2 separate regions of the Mus musculus genome follow, and region 2 is linked to region 1. A link is a contact called in public HiChIP or PLAC-seq data. All regions are on one chromosome and are shown on one strand. The core of a region is the stretch at or near the end of the contact, and the rest is flanking DNA. Distances in the headings are between cores, read along the strand shown.

Region 1 (3,378 bases), core at 649-3,148:
GGAAGGGGACAGTCACCTCTGCAGGTTGTCTTTTGACCTCCACACAAGCACCATGGCATCACGCACATGCACACCACACACACACACACACACACACACACACACACACACACACTCACACACACACACACACACACACTTAATAGATAGATAGACAGACAGACAGACAGACAGATAAATGTGAAAATGAGCTGAGCTACCTCAAAAGTAGAGGAAGTGGGGTTGTACATCTGACACGGGCTAAGCTAACTTTTCAATGTTTTTCATAGTGACATCTGGGTACTCATAGTGGTCTTTGTCTTGAAAAGTCACAAGCCTGGCTGACCTCCAGGTCTGAGTCTCTGGCCTTAATGAAACACCGCAGCTTCTCCGAGGTGCCTCCCCATTATGGCATTAAGAGAGGGCTTAGTACTTAACAATCACGAGTGGCTTTTACTCAGGGTGTAAGAAGGTTGCTCGGATCCAGCTTTCACGCCCACATCCCAGCTGACTAAATGGAAGTAACCTGAAGACCAGATGAACTATTCTTCCTTAGTGCCCAGTGATGACATAGTTGTCTGCCGCTGCAAAGCATGCTGGGAAGGTGGGTCTTGTTGCAAGAAGTCCTCTGCCAAGCTGATACCATGGCATCTTATTATTAGGGAAGAGGGAAAGGGTGATCCTGTAAGGCAATCTCAAATGCTGGGTCAAATGTGGGGTCTGATGATGACCCAAAGCCCTGAGCTCCCCAGGTACCTATGGCTACTTACTGACCTACGTCTGGCTGCCTGTAAAATGTGCCCGCATCGGAAAAAAAAAAAAATTCTGTCCAGGCAAAGGGCGGTAACAGAATGTGGGGAGGAAAAGAGTTTTAGAGCCTCCTCTTTGTTCTGTCTCAGAGGCCCCCATTTTCATGTCCACGGCCATAGCCTTTACCCTCTGCAGCAGCCCCAGGTCCACATGGCGGGTGGTAATGAAGAGATGCTTTAGCAGTCGGCTCTGCAGAGCCAGGCTTCACAATAGGAGCCAGGGCGCATCACAGGTGATTCGTTCTGCTGGTAAATCATTTCTACCACAGCGGTTAATGGAAATGCAGTTTTCATTACAGTAAGGAAATTGAAATCTCAGCCGCCCTTGGTGGGTTCCATCTGGCCATCTTTCATTTCTCATAAGACGCTGTGTTGTTTTCATTCACCCCTCAATTAACCTTTAGCTCGAAGGGCAGGGGAGGCCAGGTGATTGAAGTCCTCAAGAGCGGTTCACATCCAGCAAGAAGGAGGAGGGGCTAGACTTTTTTTTCTCATTTAAGGAGGAGACATTATCCTGGAGGGGAGGTTCCAGATGGGCTGCCTGAGTTGAACATCTGACAGGCATACAGAAGGAGGAGAAATGAAGGCAGAGTAATGGCAAAGTTTCCTGTGTCACTAAAAATTTCCCAGATGTATTGGATAACATCCCCTGGGTGGGGAACGTCTGGGGTATCAATATTATGAATCCACTGTGCCCAAATTCATGAATATCCTACCCATCCAAAGGGTCATGTTAGCAGGTAGAGTCTTTGTGAGGACGCTGGGTCATGGGCAGAGCTCCATGTTCAAGAGAAGTGCCTTTAGGGACCCTAGGGAGATGCTTGTCTCTTCTGAGATGCAAGGGTGCAATAAGAAGAGGCCAAGTTTGAGCCAGGAAGGAGCCCTTGGCAGACATCAAACCTGTAAGCCTTTGTTATTTATAAGCCACCCAGCCTAAGGCACTTTGTTATAGCAGCCCAAACAGGCCAAGAAATATCCTAGGACAAAATATGTTTCCAAATCAGTTTAGCTCTCTGAATTGCAACAATTTGTGGCTGTGTAAATTTTCTCCCTCATTAGAGACAAATGAGCTGAACGAGGAAGCTACAGACTCACTTCCCCTAGATGGCCTCTCTTCTGACTTCTGGGTCACATCCCAGCTCCCTGTGGCTCAGAGGACCCTTGCTGCCTTTCACTGTCAGCTTCTTCCTGAAAGATTTTATTTTTTGCACCACCCACTCAACAGAGTCACAGAGCTAAGAGATTTGTGACAGAGAGAACATCTGCTCAGCCTCAGAAGTCAAAGTGCTGAATCTCATCATTTTGAAAGAGAAAAGGCATCCTCTATTTGGCAGAGACCAGTCTTAAGGTTTTAGTTTGTCTCTGTGGTTTCAGCCTCTGTGTTTCTTATAATTGGATAATAATTTTTTTTCTGACTGCCTTTTTGTTTTTCTTTGCCAAGAGCTGATATTGTGTCAACCACTGTACTAGCTGGTTTTGTGTCAACATGACACAAGCTATAGTCATCTGAGAGGAGAGAACCACAACTGAGGAAATGCCTCTATAAGATAAGGCTGTGGGGCATTTTTTTCAAATTACTGATTGATGTGGAAGATCCCAGTCCATTGTGGGTGGGGACAACCCTCAGCTGAAGGTCCTGGGTTCTATAGTAAAACAAAACAAACAAACAAACAAACAAAAAACCAGACTAAGAAAACCACGAGGAGCAAGCCAGTAAGCAGCAACCCTCCATGGTCTCTGCATCAGCTTCTGCCTCCAGGTTCCTGCCTAGATCGAGTTCCTGCCATGGCTTCCCTTAATGGACCGTGATCTAGGATATGAAAGCCAGACAAACCCTTTCCTCCACACCTTGCTTTTGGTTGTGGTGTTTTAACACAACAGTAGAAACTGCAAGGCAACCATTTACAGTTTCCAGAACATGGCATGGGTAAAATAAGCAAGGCAGGAGAGTTTGGTTTTAGTAGACCACCAGAGTCAAAGGCTCCAGAGTATGCAGGGGATGGCCCTGAATGCTCCAGCTATGACCACAAGGAAGGAGATGAGGACCCCATTTGAGCCACCATGAAAGGAAGAGTATCTTTTCTACACGATGACACCCTCAGGAAGGGAATTGCCACAGTCCTCATTTCTTCAGAATGCCTCATCATCTTCTTTCCGCTCAATCCTCCTCTTTGGAGGAAAAATATTGTGCTATGATTGACATCACTTCACAGGCCCCAGACCTAACTTAGTCCCTAAGAGAGCATGACAAAAACATTTGCAGGCAACATGGAGTCATGCAGGCAGGAATTGCATCTTTACAGTTGGGGCCAACACCTTCTTAAGCCTAGTAGTTGCCTGGCTGTTCACACCACAGGGGCATGGATCTGAAGGAAGGGAAGGGAGAAGTGAGGTAAGGGGGTAGGAAGCACAGAGAACCATATGCTTCTATAACAGGGAACTCTCAGATACCAAGGTTTAAAGAGGAAGGAAGGTTGTCTCTATGTCACATAATCATAGTGGTGTGAGCCCTGTGAGTCTGTATGGAAGGAAGGTCCATATTCATTCATCAGGATTGCTGGTTTTTTTTTTTTGTTTGTTTTGTTTTTTT
Region 2 (3,421 bases), core at 850-3,349, 1.0 Mb before region 1:
ATTCTAAATTCTAGTCATTAATAAAGGCAGACCGTTTGCTGGTTTCAGTGGTTCACATCTGTGATGCTGTAGGAGGAACAGGAGTTCAAGGTCAAATCTAACTACACAGTGATTTCAAGGCTAGCCCAGACTATATAGATGAAACCCTGATTTAAAAGAAACCAAGAAATGAAAACAACAACAACAACAACAACAAAAAAGACAGGCCTACCCTTTGGAAAGCAAGCTATATCTTTGATTTTCCTTGACTATCCACTTCTGATCTAGAAGCTGTTTGATAAGCATTTTTGAAGACTACGCTGTACACCAGTCTTCTGTTATTATTTGTTTACTGTGTTGCTAGGAATCTGGCATCCAGAGCCTTCTGCCTGCCAGGCAACCTTACGTCATTAAAAAACAATTAAGATAAAGGAATCATAGGCTACATGCAAACAAGTTTGAGCCGGATGTGGAGGTGCACACCTTTAATCCCAGCACCTGGGAGGCAGAGGCAGGCGGATCTCAGTTCTGAGTTTGAGGCCAGTCTGGCCTACATAGAGAGTTCCAGGTTAGCCAAGAACAAATAGTGAGTCCCCATCTCAAACAAACAAACAAAAGAGTAAGTTAGATGATCAATACCCATTAACAATTAAAACTATATGAAGGCATAAATCAATAAAGTAAGCCAGGTGGTGGTTGTGCACACTTTTAATTGCAGCACTCAGGAGGAAGAGGAAAATGGATCTCTGAGTTTGAGGCCAGCTTGGTCTACAGAGAGAAGTCTAGGGCAGTTAGGGCTACATAGGGAAACCATCTCCAAAAACCCAAATAAATAAAATAACTATCAAGAGAAAAACCTATACTTTCTCAATTAGATGCTAGATATAAAATGGGATATGGCAGCATAAAATGGTCATTTTGGAAAGGATGAAGAAATGGCCAAAGGGTACAGAAAAACCTACAAGGCTTGATTAAAAAAGAAAAAAAAAAAAAAAAAAAAAAAAAAAAAAGCACAATGCCAGGCAGTGCATCTTTAATCCCAGCACTTGGGAGGCAGAGGCAGGTGGATTTCTGAGTTCGAGGCCAGCCTGGTCTACAGAGTGAGTTCCAGGACAGCCAGGGCTACACAGAGAAACCCTGTCTCAAAAAATCAAAACCAAAACAAACAAACAAACAAACAAAACCAAACAATGCACAAAGTCAAAGTGGAATCTAATGTTCAATTACCTTTCTCCTTTCTGGCGCTTTAAGTTTCCTTTATATTCATCCCATGTACTCTTGTCTGCAAGATCACCAGATACAAAATCTTGAAGGTCTGGTCCATTATGCAAAAATTCCTTTTTCTTATCTGGCAAAGAACTTAATGCTCTAACCGTGAACGCATATCTTCCAAATATCTACAAAAAGGGTTCAGTACAACATTCACTCAGTAGACTCTGAAATAATTTAGTTTTAACCCATTATAATACCAAAGCTAAAGAAATTGATTCAGAAATTATGTAAAACGATTTAAGAGCTCAAACTACGTAGATCAGAACCTGAAAAAGACTCAAGGTGAAAGAACCGTAAGTCACGGCGGCTCAAACACGTAATGCAGCTCTCAGAGGAGGCAGAGTGAGGAGTCGTCTTTGGTCTAAGAATTTAGTTTCAGGCCAGCCTAGATTACAGAGACCCTGATGCACGCTCAGCCATGACAAATGGGGGAAAAAAGTGGGACGCAGATCAAAGTTAACCGCTAAATATAGGTTAGAAAACCTTAGTGGGTGACTTAACATGCCACGTTTTCATGTCTTCTATTCCTAAAACAGGTACTAAAATATGTTGTCAACAAGTTTGCAATAATTAAGATATGCCACAGCTGTCGGGGCTTTTAAAAAAAGGATATCTGGAACAATTTCCCTAGTTTTGAACTTAGGATAAGCAATGGCGTTCCCGCCGCTCACCCGGGACCCCAGGCTGCGAGCTGTATCCCAGCAGCGTAGAGCCATCCCCCTCTTTTAGGTCTCAGGAGTGTCAAGGGATCGAGGGAACAGCACCCCCGGCACCGGACGCGTCCAACAACTCGTCGCTTGAGTCATGACGCGATACGTCGTCGCCGACCGGCGCGACTCGACTAGCTCGGCAATCGAGTAGTTCCGCCTTAAAGCCGTCGCTCGGGTCGTGACGCGACACGCAGGGCCCTGACGGATTACAAGAACGTGATGACGAAAGACGTTCTCTCTTTGCCCCATCTACTGCGAGGTGAGGAGCTTAGGGACCGGGTGCCCCGGGAATCTGAACCCATCCTCTGTTTGGGGACCCCGGCGGCATGGAGCCGATGCCCCAAGGCTTTGTCCCGACTGTCCCCCAGCACGACGTGCGTCCTTGGGACTTGGTGGCGCGAGCTGGAAGTGGCGTTCGGGCTTTCAGGCCCATCTCGGTCGTAGCCCTTCCGCCATGGCGCACCGAGCCGGGCTTCCTTACTCTTCTCCGGGGCCCCCGGTCCAGTCCTTGTCCCGGACACACCTGGGTCCTTGTTGCCGGCTTTCGTAGCTGGCGATTCCCGTTGGGAGCGGAACGCTGCCGGGTCTCGGGTGTAGAGCGTCCCCCGCCCCAGCCGTCTCACCCGGGTGTCTGTGTTTCAGGATGAAGACCATTCTCAGCAATCAGACTGTGGACATTCCAGAGAATGGTGAGTAGATGGCTCCCCGCCGGCCGCTGACGGCTTTCCTGCATGCTCTAAACCCCGGCCTATGGTCTCACCAGTTCACTTTCTCGTTTAGTCGAAATCACTCTGAAGGGGCGCACAGTCATTGTGAAGGGCCCCAGGGGGACTCTGCGGAGGGACTTCAATCACATCAACGTGGAGCTGAGTCTTCTTGGGAAGAAGAAGAAAAGGGTAAGAACTTGTGTCTTCCGATGCTTCGGGTGCTTGCTTGTAACAAAACCCGGTAACCGATGTTAATCCCCCACCCCATGCGTGGCCGAGTGGGTTACTCGGACTCAGTTCTTTTATGAGTGAACTTGGGTGTGTGTGTGTCGTCCCTCTGGTGTCCTGTGCGTGTGACATACGGTGCATTTGTACATGGCTTTGCGTGCTAGTACTCGCCAGCTAAAAGTGCTGTGTTTTAATTCTAAAGTTGTTGTGTTTCAGCTCCGGGTTGACAAATGGTGGGGTAACAGAAAGGAACTGGCCACCGTCAGGACCATCTGCAGTCATGTTCAGAACATGATCAAGGGTGTCACGCTGGTAAGTCAGCCCTCCACTCTGCCCTTTAACCCTTTGGAAGAGGTTCCTTGGGTGTGTATAAATGTCTAGGGCCAGGATGGACTGTACTTCTACAAAGGAGGCACTTTCAGATATTGGGGGTGGGTTAGCACAGATCAGACCCAGGAATTTGCTGGGCAGGCTCCTTTACTTCTGTTTCAGGGGTTTTGTTTGTTGGTAGATACATATAGTGGA

What was found. HiChIP or PLAC-seq counts read pairs in DNA pulled down with a chosen protein or histone mark.
Region 2: a contact with region 1 is called in an H3K27ac HiChIP or PLAC-seq map of microglia, with 7 times the contacts expected there. The contact joins the promoter of Lias here to the enhancer-like site in region 1. A contact is called at or near these places in 1 of 39 promoter capture datasets (hippocampal neurons), 2 of 484 Hi-C or Micro-C datasets (the N1E-115 cell line and pro-B cells), 4 of 115 datasets of contacts at active chromatin or transcription factors (embryonic stem cells, microglia, neural tube and 1 more) and 1 of 9 other capture datasets (adipose tissue).

The regions. Positions count from the first base shown.
Region 1 is chr5:64,370,346-64,373,723 of GRCm38.p6, reverse strand. No RefSeq gene overlaps it. Among named protein-coding and RNA genes, the nearest start is that of Gm43837, 5.9 kb to the left of the region's middle. Within about 2 kb of position 1,898, at least 59 of the 459 cell types and tissues checked have an H3K27ac peak or open chromatin away from gene starts, as enhancers often do. A contact at or near this core is called in the N1E-115 cell line, adipose tissue, hippocampal neurons and 1 more, where this site is marked.
Region 2 is chr5:65,390,175-65,393,595 of GRCm38.p6, reverse strand. It overlaps Lias (lipoic acid synthetase), which reads right to left and starts at 2,099. Exons shown (of 11, transcript NM_024471.5): 1 at 1,923-2,099; 2 at 1,207-1,376. The coding sequence starts at 1,967. Rpl9 (ribosomal protein L9) reads left to right here and starts at 2,165. Exons shown (of 8, transcript NM_011292.2): 1 at 2,165-2,220; 2 at 2,604-2,650; 3 at 2,742-2,857; 4 at 3,113-3,208. The coding sequence starts at 2,605.